Linked DNA regions of Capsicum annuum: region 1 is linked to region 2. The links are chromatin contacts, called in public Hi-C maps. All regions are on one chromosome and are shown on one strand. Each heading gives the region's core, a stretch centred on a gene start, on an enhancer-like site or on the middle of the called end of the contact. The rest is flanking DNA. Distances are from core to core; before and after follow the strand shown. Region 1 holds the start of LOC107879219 (protein DEHYDRATION-INDUCED 19 homolog 4). Region 2 has its middle 23 kb from the start of LOC124897971.

Region 1 (6,310 bases), core at 1,941-4,440, 53 kb after region 2:
AAAATTTAGGAGCTGCTGAGCAAAATGCTAATCAACATGAAGACATTAATGAACAGAATCATGATCAATATGTAGGCACCCGAATGAACTGAATGAAGATGTAGATCAAATGGCTGATGGAATAGATAATATGAACCAACTAACGACGAAAATACAGACATTGATAACCTATTCATGCTGATCAAAATGCAGAAAGATATACACTTTCTGGATAGACTAATTAGACTTTATACTTACACAAAATGCTAATTCCATAATTGTGTGGTATTCTGTTTTAAGATTGCAGTATTGCCATTCTCTATATGCTGCTTAGTTTGTTTTTAATTTCTCAATACAGGTCATCTGTCAAGCATTTGAGTATAATCGACCAGTTAAAAGTTACTACTGGATTACTGATCTATTTCCTTATATTTTGCATAACACTTGACAGTAAATGCTACTGAACTTTAGTATTGGGAAATATGATGCTTTGCTATATGATGAAGTTAGATTAACAGATACGTTTGAAAATTGTGGCCTAATGGTTTTTGATTTTCACTCTCATCCTGAAGATATAGGGCGGTCTCCCATATTTTTTGTAGTGCAATTAAATAATAAACTGCTCATATATAGGGCAAGAGAAAGGATATTTGAGAAATAAGGAAAAAAAATGAACGAGAATGAATATCTAAGAAAAATTCTCGAAAAAAAAGAGAAATTAAAAAAACTCTAAATAAAGGTTAAAGACAACTAAATTAAAAAAAGAAAAAGATTGAAGAAATAGATAATGATTGTAAAAAAAAGATAAAAAAAATTAAGGTTGAGACAAATAGATTAAAATATGAAAATAAAATTAAATAAAAAAATAAAAATTGAAAATAATAAAAATCAGAATAATAAATTTAAAGAAAAAAATGAAAAAGTGAAAAAAGTAGAATTATAAAAGTAAAGGAAAAATTAAAAAGTGAAAATAATAAAAAATAAAATTTAAGAGATAAATAAGTATGGAAAGTTTTAAAATATATTTGAAGTATAAAGGGGCAAAATGGTACTTTTAGTATATTAAAAAGTAAGGAAGACTATTCTTCAAAGTTTCTTATTTGGGGTCAAATATCTAAAATCACCCATATTTTTGGTCTATGACATGCAATTTCCTGATTTATGGAGTTGTTCGTAAAGAGGACAATGGAGTGGCGTATGCATGGAATATGATGGAGCAAAATTGGGATAAAATTGGTTAAGTGGTTGATGGGCCTGATGATGGCATATCACGTCCTCTTCTTGATGGAATTCAATATGATCATGTGTTTGATGTTGATATTGGAGATAGTGAACCTGTTCGCAAGTTGCCCTATAATTGCTTAAGTATTTTAGTTTTCTGTTTTGAGTTATTGAGGGGGAATTTTTCTGTAGTATCTGGAATTTTGGGTCTTCCTCTCAACTTTTTATTGGCATGGCGTATTGAGCTTGTAATACTTGGGCGCAATTTTCTCTATGTTTTCTGGAGTAATATGTTTGTCTATCTTTGTGGAAATACATTGAGTTTATTGTTATTGTTATGTTTGTCTATCTTCTCCATCTTTAATGCAGCAAATTGATCTGAGAGATGCATTTTTGCTGCTCCATCACTTGGAATAACCTTGCATGTTCGACTTGTTTCAGTTTGCCGATTATTTTAGGGATTTTGCAGATGTTTTAGCTTGTTTCTTATGGGAAATCATATGGTATTAATGAGTCTTTTAATAGCTATCGAACTTTTATGTTGGTTTGTTAGGGTGGGGTTATTGTGATACCACTAGATTTTAGTGAGGTATCATCAATGCATTTGCAATGAGGACTGTGGATAGGTTTACATAATATGTTATCCAGTTGGGTAATGATTTTGCGATTGTCATTATTACCTTCTGACCATTATACTCATGCCAGTTACTTAATGATGATCCAACTGGCAGTTGTCATTATTGTCTTCTGATCATTATTGCAAAATATCATTATTGCCTTTTGATCGTTATTGCAAAATGTCATTATTGCTTTCTGATCATTATACTTTTTTTTCTGCCATCAATCTCTATCTAATTTCTTAGAAATTAGTGGCAGTAAGGTTGGATTCTCAGGTGGTGTGTAAGAGGGATAGTTTTAAGTACTTAGGGGCCATGATTTAGGGGAATGGTGAGATTAACGAGGATATCTCTCACCAGATCGGGGCGGGATGGATGAAGTGGAAGCTCGCCTCGGGGGTGTTATGCGATAAGAAGGTGACGCCCAAGCTTAAAGGTAAATTTTATAGGGTGGCAGTTTGTCCGACCATGTTGTATGGAGCAAAGTGTTGACCTATCAAAAACTCTCACATTCAAAAACTAAAGGTGGCGGAAATGTGAATGTTGTGCTGGATGTGTGGGCTTACTAGGGGGATAGGGTTCGAAATGAGTCTATTGGAGATAAGGTTGGTGTGGCTTCTGTGGAGGATAAGATGCGGGAGGTCCGTTTGAGATGGTTCAGACATGTGATGAGGAGGGGCACGGATGCTCCAGTTCGTAGGTGTGAGAGGCTTGCTTTGGATGGTTTCAGGCGGGACAGGAGTAGGCCGAAAAAATACTGGAGAGAGGTGATTAGGCGGGACATGGAGCAGTTACAGCTTACTGAGGACATGACCCTAGATAGGAAGATCTGGAGAACGCGTATTAGGATAGAAGGCTAGTGACTTTTTCGGTAGGTAGGATAGGGCTTTACTTGGCCGGTGCAATATTCTTGTTATGCTACATTACGATTGCTTACTATTCTTTGTTTACTACTCCTTATAGGTGGCGTATTTATGTCATGTCATATTGTTCCATGCTTTGTATACGTTTTTTATGACTTATCTTATCTTGAGCCGGGGGCCTATCGGAAACAACCTTACTACTTCTCCAGAGGTAGTGGTATGGACTGCGTACATCTTACCCTCCCTAGACCTCACTATGTGTGAATACACTGAGTTTGTTGTTGTTGTTGATTCATATGAGATAGTAATTTCCCTATTTTAATATAAATGATGGAATAAAATAATCGCAAAATTAGATAATACTTTATATCAAATATAAAATAAAATTAATCTCAAACTTTATCCTAAATTATTTAATTCCGTTGGCCAAACAAACCTTAAGGTATGTGTTATTTCGTAGACAACGCGGAGGTAATAAATAAGTCGGTCCAAAAGTGAAAGGTGCATAGTGCACATTCCAATCGTGCAATAAAGTTCCAACTTTTAAGCCTTGTTATGTAATAACCAAAGAAAAAAAGCGTGTATAAGCCTTGTCATTGCCTATTGCTCATGGTTCTTCCTCCTCCCTATTTCCAGGAAACTTCACAACCCCCTTCTTTCCCTATTATTTTTTCTTTCCACCTCTTCTTGGTCTAAATCTTGGTGAAATCATCTGAATCTGGCTCTCTCCTTTATATCATACCAAAAGAAAAAAACAACAACAACAAGGTTTCACTTTTGTGCCGAAGGGGTACAAGTATTTATTGAAATTTCTAAGGATTTAATCATAAAATCATCTGTAAGTCCAAGATATTTATAATGGATTCGGATTCTTGGACTCGTTTATTTACTTCTTCAAGGCGTTACCAATCTCGATCAGGTTAGTAGTTATCTTCGTTTTATGCAGGTGAAAAATTTGCAACCAAATGTTTTTGGCTTTATTTCCTGAGGTGGATGTGTTTTTTTTTTTTGGCAAGAAAATGAAGGAATATGCACTTGCATTTGCTTTGATTTGTTGTACATGGGTTTTCCTTGCACAGAATTGAACCAACTGCGAAAATTACATTTGTTTTTCCTGAGCTGGGGTTTTGTGGGAATGGGTTTCCTTACCTGAATTTGAAGAAATTTACATTTGCTTTTGTGGTTTTTTCTTATTCTCTGTAGCAGTAATGTAAACAGAAAATGTTGTTTATTGGTCTTCCTTCACAGAAACTAACCTTGTGTAAAGATTACAACTTTATTTTAGTTTACTGGAATTGAAAAAGTGGCATAGTTTATTTTATATTTGCATTTCTGGGTTTGGTCGGTCGTATTTGGGATTTTTAGAAATTGTTCTTTGAGGGTTTTCCTTGCCCAGAGCGACTCCAGATGTGCAGGTTTTAAATTTTTGTTTTATCAACTCTCATCTCTTTCTCTGAATTGTCGTTTGGGGAATGTGTATGTTTTCCAAGGGAAGATACATACACGGAGAAGAAAATTTTATGTTTGCATTTCTGGGTATCTTTTCACACTGTATCTAGTAACATGGTTGGAAATGTTAAGGCATAGCTTTTCTTGTTTTACGGAAGTGAATTTTCGGTGTGTTGCAGATATCTATAACTTAGGAGAGGAGTATAATTGCGAAGAGGAGTCTAGGCCAGAGTTTCTTTGTCCTTTCTGTGCGGAGGATTTTGATATTGTTGGACTATGTTGTCATATCGATGAAGAGCATGCTGTTGAAGCTAAGAATGGGGTACAGTATCTCTACTACTAGTACTTCTTTCCCACTTTGTTTGCATTGAGTTGGCAAATGTAGGTTGTGCTTAAGTTTTTAAAACCAGGGTGACCGTCATAAAAACTTTCTAATTTGTTGTGCCATCAGGAATTGGTTTCTTTTGTTTCCTCTCTTACTACTCTTCCTGTAAACCAATGGGTTTGTGAGAATAAACATTGGCAATCTAAATGGTGTTCATTTTATGAAATGATCCTGTACCTTTAAGGATTTACCTGTGTTTATGTCTGTAGAGGCTTCGACTTAAAAGTTCAAAGCAGTGATCACACTGGTTGTGTGAAGCTTTGACCTTAATATTTCAAAGTAGTGATGTGAAATAGTTTTCTGTTCCCCTTATCTAGGTGTTAAAAAAATAGTTTGTTGGTTTACCTCTCCTGAAAATTATGGAGATACATAATATCATCACTAAAATATCAGAAGCATTATGTGCAAGTAACACTGGTGCTACATTGCACAGTGGTTTCTGCTGATTACCGGTCACTTGTTTAACTTTAAAGATAAACTTCTATAACATCTGGATCAACCATGAAGCTGATTGATGAGAATCTTTCTTTTCAAACTTGTGGACGTACCACTTAAATTGATCAAGCTGCTAGTTACTGGAAAATGCTCCCAGCAACCAAAAAAAAAAAAGAGAGTCTGTCGCGGTCTTTATTTGAAATATGAGCTGCTTATTTCTTTTTATTCTTCTAGTAATGTGATGGTTCACACAATACAAGTAGAACGAGAAAAGGGTCTGTTCAATTGTTAGACATCGCTACCTTCTCTGGAAGAAAAAAAGAAGGGAAATAAATGATAATTCTTTGACCCCTTTCTAAGAATTCTAAGTGTATTTTGTGCACCAGTGGTTCAGGGCTCAAAAAGTTATTTGTTTGGATAGCGACTTATGATTAAGCCTTTCATGATACAACAACAACAAAAAACCCAGTGTATTCTCACATAGTGGGGTCTGGGGAGGGTAAGATGTACGCAGTCCGTACCACTACCTTTGAAGAAGTAGAAAGGCTGTTTCCGATAGATCCCTAGCTCAAGACAAGGAATAATAATCAAATCCATAATAAAGCATGGAACAAGATGACATAACATAAATACGACACCCACAAGTAATAGTAACCGAAGAAAAGTAAACAAATCATAATATAGCATGAAACAAGGTGTCTTAGCAAGAATAATACACCCACCAAGTAATACCCTATACTAGCGACCCGAACTGACACTAGTCTTCTATCCTAATTCGTGTCCTCCAGATCTTCCTATCTAGGATCATGTCCTCAGTAAGTTGTAACTGCTCCATGTCTCGCCTAATTACCTTTTTCCAATACTTCTTCGGCCTACCCTTACCCCGCCTAAAACCATCCAAAGCTAGCCTCTCATACCTACGAACCGGGGCATCCGTCCCCTCCTCATCACGTGTCCGAACCACCTCAGTCGGACTTCCCGCATCTTGTCCTCCACCGAAGTCACTCCAACCTTCTCCCGGATAGTCTCATTCCGAACTCTATCGCCCCTAGTTAGCCCACACATCCAACGCAACATCCGCATTTCCGCCACCTTCATTTTTTGAATGTGGAAGTTCTGGCCAACACTTCGCTCCATACAACATGGCCAGACGGACTGCCACCCTGTAGAATTTGCTTAAGAATTTGTCTTTAAGCTTGGGCGGCACCTTCTTGTCACACAACACCCTCGATGCAAGCTTCCACTTCATCCATCCCGCCCCAATACAGTGTGAGACATCCTCGTCAATCTCACCGTTCCCCTGAATCATGAACCCGAGAAGCCTTTCATGATAATATGCTGAATTAGCGGGTCTTGTAGAA
Region 2 (6,420 bases), core at 1,539-4,038:
TTGATTAATCAAATACATCAAGAAGATCTGAAAAGTCCCAATAAATTCATGGGATATTCATAAAGATTAATATCCCTTTAAAGAGCCATCTCCAGTATCCCACAAATTCACAGGATATTCACAAAGAGATCAACGATCTTCAAAGTCTCAATAAATTCATGGAATATTTATAGATCAAAACTCTTCCTTCTTGATAATCAAATACATATCAAGAAGACAAAACCTCCTTTCATGGAGATCAAATTCAAATGTTCCTATGTTCGAGAAATATGCCACTAACGGCACTCGAATTACGGAAAAATCCATATAAAATTCTACGTTCGAGAATACGCTACTGACAGCCCTCGAATTATGAAAAAAATCAAGAGAGAAGAATCAAGGGAGGAACAGATTTATACCTACACAGTTTATCAATAAAAACTGTTGTTTCTTCATATTTTTAATTGTGATTGCAATTTATTTCTATCACCGTAAAAATTTTGTTGGAAATAAATTGGCACGCCCAGTGGGACCAACCCTTCATCTGTTCTCTCATAAATCAAATATGCAAATTTGTAGCCGCGGGATCGTAAAGATGAAAGTGGTACTTCAAAACTCGTTTTTGAGTTTCATCAAGTCTACACTCCGACAGGCCTTGAAGTAGGGGCATTTGTAGACATTGAAATTTTGTGGACTCTATAAAAAGAGTTTAATTTTGGTTAGAGTTCTTGAGGCTACTTTACCCTAAATCTAGTTTGATGGCTACTCTACCTAAACCCTAAATTACGCCTATAAAAAGAGGGCAAATATCCTTTAAAGAGCATCTCCAAGATCCCAAATATACCAAAAATTCATGAGATATTCATAAATCTCGAATATCTCAAAGGATCAAAATCTTTTCTTCTTGATTAATCAAATAAATCAAGAATATCAACAAATCCTCCTTTCATGGAGATCACATCCAAATATTTCTTCCTTTCATGGAGATCAAATCCAAATATTTATTCCTAGGTTCGAGAAATACGCCACTAACGGTCCTCGAATTACGGAGAAATTCATAGCCAAATCTTCCTACATTCGAGAAATACGTCACTAACGGCCCTCGAATTACGAAGAAATTCAATCCCAAATATTCCTACGAGAAATACGCTACTGACGTCCCTTGAATTACGGACAAAATCAAGAGAGTAGAATCAAGGGAGGAACAGATTTGTACCCACATCGTTTATCGATACAAATTATTGTTTCTTCATATTTTTATTTATGGTTGAAGTTTATTTTTCATGAATTAAATTATGTTGGAAACAGTGTGATCGAAAAATTGAACCAAAAAAGCATGTTCCCACGAAATGAAGTAACAAAAAAATCAAAGGTTATAAAACTTGAAAGAATTGTATTAACCTTTTAAGTTAAACATAAAGTGTAAATGTATTCTTCATAGTGTGATATTTTTTGAAAACATTATATGCAATTGGCTCATATTGAACAATATTATATGATACTAAAATATATTTTTGGACTGATTTAGCCAAAAATCTAATATCCAAATCAATTGAAACAAGTATAAAGATATAAACATAATAGTATGGGGCTGGATTTACTACTTTTATTAGTACCTTGAAGATACATACATGAACGAAAGCTAGACAGCGAGCTTCAGCGGCTATTAGCCCATAAGTACTTGGCACATATTGATCATAACTGCAGACAAGGAATGTCTCTATTTGTTCTCTAATGACAAAGATTAAATGAAGATTTAAAATTTGATAACTGATAAATGAGGATTTCATACATCTGTATGAGCAAGTTGTTGTACAAATTAAAATTTACTATCAATGAAATATTTTTTGTGTACAAAAAAAAATGAAGTAAAAGTAAAGTTGTAACAAAGGAAGACGTAGTTACTATCCTTGATTTAATCAATTTTGTATATCTATTAGTCTTATAACACTCAAGTGGCTTAATCAATTTTGTATATTTATTAGTCTTATAGGACTCAAGTAGCTTAATCAATTCGCTAGGATCTATGTAATTTTCTCATGTTATAAGACTTGTAATTGCTTAATTGATACCATCAATTCTATCTCTGCAGGAAGAGCATCGCGCTTAAAATCTTTTCTTTGCTCTTTGGGTGCCTTGTCTTTTTATGGGAAGAGTCCAAAGCAATGAATAATGGTCTTTATTTTGACCAAAGCAACGCTTGGGAGATTATTGGGTAGAGTTTTTGAGTTGTATAAAAGTGTGAAAGAGAGTTAAAGAAAGTCTGCTATTATTATTAGTTGCTTATTAAGACTTCTATTTATTTGAGACTAAGGCATAGTAATTATTGTGTATGGAGTTGTTGGTCGTCATTGAAGCAAATTATTGTTTGTGTGGTATGATGTTCTATGCATAACAAATTTTCATATATAGTGTGATTTGCTTGAAGATAGATTGTAGAAAGGGCAGTCCAATACGTTAAAACTTTTGCTATGTAATGGTCCGAAAAAGAACCGAACCACAGAGGTTTATTTTTATTTATTTAAATAAAATTTTTACCTTATTTTAACCCCACCATTCCATGATTGCTCATATCATGTGCTAAATTATTATTTTTTCTTTGTGGATATTGTATTTGAGTTTCGATAATTATAATAGTCATAACCTTATTGTGGTATTTTAAGTAGGCACAAAGATAAAGTGTAAACCATGAATTATAATGGGAGAAAGACATTTAGATCATGATTGAAATTTCGACTCTCCATTAGCTACTAATTGAAACCGTTGATTGTGATTGATTTGTTTGGAAAGAGACCACTCACTACTAGACTTAAAGATGTCTTTATTTGAAAGAGTCCAAAGCAATGAATAATGGTCTTTATTTTGACCAAGTGAGGCCTAGGGAGATTATTGGGTGAAGTTTTTGAGTTGCATAAAAGTACAAAAGAGAGTTAAAAAAGTCCGCTGTTATTATTAGTTGCTTATTAAGACTTCTATTTATTTGGGACTGAGCCATAATAATTATTGTGTATGGAGTTGTTGGTCGTCGTTGAAGCAAATCATATTTTGTGTGGTATGGTGTTGTATGTATAACCATTTTTCATATATAGTGTGATTTGCATGAAGATAGATTGAAAGGGTAGCCCAATACGTTAAAGTTTTCGCTATGCAATGGTTCGTAACAGAGCCGAACCACAGGTTTATCTTTTTTTCTTTTTTTTTTTCTTTAAATAAAAATTTTACCTTACTTTAACCCCACCATCCCATGATCGCTCATATCATGTGCTAAAATTATTTCTTTTTTTCTTTGTGAATATTGGATTAGAGTTTCGGTGATTATTATAGTCATAACCATATTGTGATAATTTAAGCAAGCACAAAGATAAAGTACGAACCATGAATTAGAATGGAGAAAGACATGCGTGATTGAGGTTTCGTCTCTCCATTAACTCTTATTGAAACCGATGATTTTGCTTGATTTGTTTGGAAAGAGACCACTCAGTACTAGACTTAAAGATGTTTTTGCTCGATTCTTTTGATCTTTTATCAAAAGCTTAGGTTTATATCTATAAAAAGAAAAAAATTCTTTAAAATTTTTAAAGATTCATATTTAAGTAACTAAATTTTATCACTTCTTTGATCTTCTTCTTAATTGTGGATATATTATCAGTTACTTTTACGACATGTGAAGGTGTTGAGAATTTGAGTACTATTTTGGGTAGACATAGAGCCCGTTTGGATAGGATTAAAATCTGATCAAATCAGTTTTTAATCTCTTTTTTAGTTTTTTAAGATGTTTCGTAAAATTAAAAAGTGCTTAAAAAAAAACTAAAAACTGATTAAAAGAATTAAAAAGTGAGAAGCTAGGTACCCCCAGCTTTTTACTTTTTAGATTAAAATTCTTTTAGGTTTAACCAAAATATTTACTGTTTTATCCCTTATATTTTCCTCCAATTCCAACAATATTCTAAAATTGTAGCCTTTAAATATATATAAAAAAAAAAAAACTTCTCTTTGCCGCTTCGCTTCATCTCTTCCCTCCAATTTCCTCTTCATCTTTCTTTATTTTCATGGAATCCATCATTACATTGGAGGTTTGTTCAAAATTTTTATTTTAAAATTAAAAATTATAAATAATTCACCTTATTTATGATGTTAACAACTTTAAAGATATTTAATTTATTTTAACAGCAAAAAAGTGCTTAAAATCACTTGTTTACCAAACACATCAATAACTTTTTTTCAATTTCAACACTTCTATTCAAACATTTATCTACTTAATTTGTAAGCACTTATTTTTAAACTTTTGATCACTTAAGTTAAAAAACTATTTTTTTAATCATATCCAAACGGACTCATAATGTGTTTTTATATATGAAACTCATCAACCAACTTGTGCCTTTTAAAAAAAAAAAAAATTCCTTTTTTAGATGGAGAAAGTATAATTTCAAATTGACAACCTTCAAAGAAATCAATAGAAAATAAATATAGTCTAACTGAATTGTCTCTTTTAATTCTAACAAATGATTTTTTTTTTCAATAGTAAGTATTTCACTACTAATAAATATGATTATCGATAGAAAGTTAAACATAAATAGTAAAATATGTCGTTAGTTTTATTTAGTGACAGATGAGTAACGAATATCAACAAAATTTCTTAGCTTTAACTTTTCTTTACAATTCAAAATTCAACATAAGTACATTTTGGAAGCTTTGCTTGGTCAAACAGAATATTAGTTAAATACAACTAATAAGTAGATTTTGGAAGCTTTGCTTGGTCAAACAGAATATTAGTTAAATACAACTAATCTTCATTATTTTATGGAACTTGAAGTTCTTATTTTTATTTTAGCTCAAATTATTTATGTTATTTATGTGACTTTTTCCTAAATTATACTCATTGGTAGGTAAATGTATATAGTTTTATTTAATGACGTAAGACACACGTGCAACATATGTATACTAAATTAGTATTATTAAAATAATAGGGGTAGGTGAAAAGTTAATTTTATATAAAGCGGAGACTTTTAATAAAGGACAAAAAGTTCAAACGACATTTCTAAGGTCCTTCACATTTTTAATATATTATAGATTATAGATATAGATATAAGTGTGTGTATATGTTTGTGTATTACTTATTATATATTTCTCTTTAATTTCGACAAACTAACAAACCTATTCAATTTTCTAACTAACATTCAGTTCAAACTTGAAGATTCTAGTCAGATCAGTTGCTATTATTTCTAATTTATGAGTATTTTCTTATCGATTAAATAAAAAATTGAACGTTGAGGACTAAAAATCGATAAATCGAAAATCAATAAAAAAAAATATCTTATTGATTTGGTTGTTGCTTTAGCATATTTGAAAATAAAAAATCGATAACCTGAACCGATAATGTTGACATCCAATTTTAACTCTCCATGCCTAAAATTAGCACCTTCAGATTTTCTGATCATTAAAGGGCACAAAATATAGTGTTTTTCATATTCTTACAATTTTTAATAAAATTAGTGATAATCTTCTTTTTTCAAGGATTTTTTATCATTTTATTGTCATTATCTTTAATTTTATAAAATTTTAGAATTTTTATCCATTTATTATTATTTTAATATTTTTGCACATACATTTTCATACGTACATAATATAACACTATGATTTTTTTTCACATATTATAATTATAATTGTTTATAACAAAATACATTTTTTAAAAATTAATTATATTTGTTGTTTACATTTTTCTGTAATTATACATCGATATTCATATTTTTGTACCTTATTTAATTCAATCTACTAAAGATAATGTCGACCCAATTATTTTTATACACAAAGCAACAAATTAATCAAATCAAGATTTCATCACTTTTTAAAAGATTACATTTGAAATGACGAGTTGAAATTTTTATTCATTGGATAAATAATCTTTATACATTGGATAAAATGATGAAAAGTTCTTTAGTTAATACTATTAACTTTCGGATCACATAAAGTTCTAAAAAAGTAAAAGATAGAGACTTTTGCTTTTTGGATAAAAGGGGTGGCCAATATTTCATGTAAAGGGAAGTGCTAAATAGTTATAATTTTTTTGGCCCAAATTAGATTACTTGTGAAAAGATTGTCATAGCCTTATTTAGATTTTATCATATTTTATTATAAAAAGGACAAAAAAGTCTAAAAGCTAACTAATTTATAGTGTGAATATAACTTTTTTTCATTGTGATCAAATTGTAGCCAAAAGAATTTTTCCTTATATATAAATAAGTGATGGGATTTTTTTTAACATTTTGGACCATATCAAAAACACACGATTCCCACACACAACTTAAAAAGACAAATTTTTCCTCTCAAAGATGCAAAGACACATTTCTGTTCTTATTTCCTCTCTCACAAGCACAAAAACACATAACACACTCAAATACACCGAGCACAACACAGATATACAAAGCCACTCAAACTTTAAGG

The links. A called contact is a pair of places that touch in the nucleus more often than the background predicts.
Region 1: a contact with region 2 is called in a Hi-C map of placenta, with 1.8 times the contacts expected there. The contact joins the promoter of LOC107879219 here to the enhancer-like site in region 2. A contact is called at or near these places in 2 of 5 Hi-C or Micro-C datasets (leaf and placenta).

The regions. Positions count from the first base shown.
Region 1 is chr1:127,859,400-127,865,709 of UCD10Xv1.1, forward strand. It overlaps LOC107879219 (protein DEHYDRATION-INDUCED 19 homolog 4), which reads left to right and starts at 3,191. Exons shown (of 5, transcript XM_016726305.2): 1 at 3,191-3,599; 2 at 4,309-4,451. The coding sequence starts at 3,539.
Region 2 is chr1:127,807,198-127,813,617 of UCD10Xv1.1, forward strand. No RefSeq gene overlaps it. Among protein-coding and RNA genes, the nearest start is that of LOC124897971, 23 kb to the right of the region's middle. Within about 2 kb of position 2,789, at least 2 of the 5 cell types and tissues checked have an H3K27ac peak or open chromatin away from gene starts, as enhancers often do.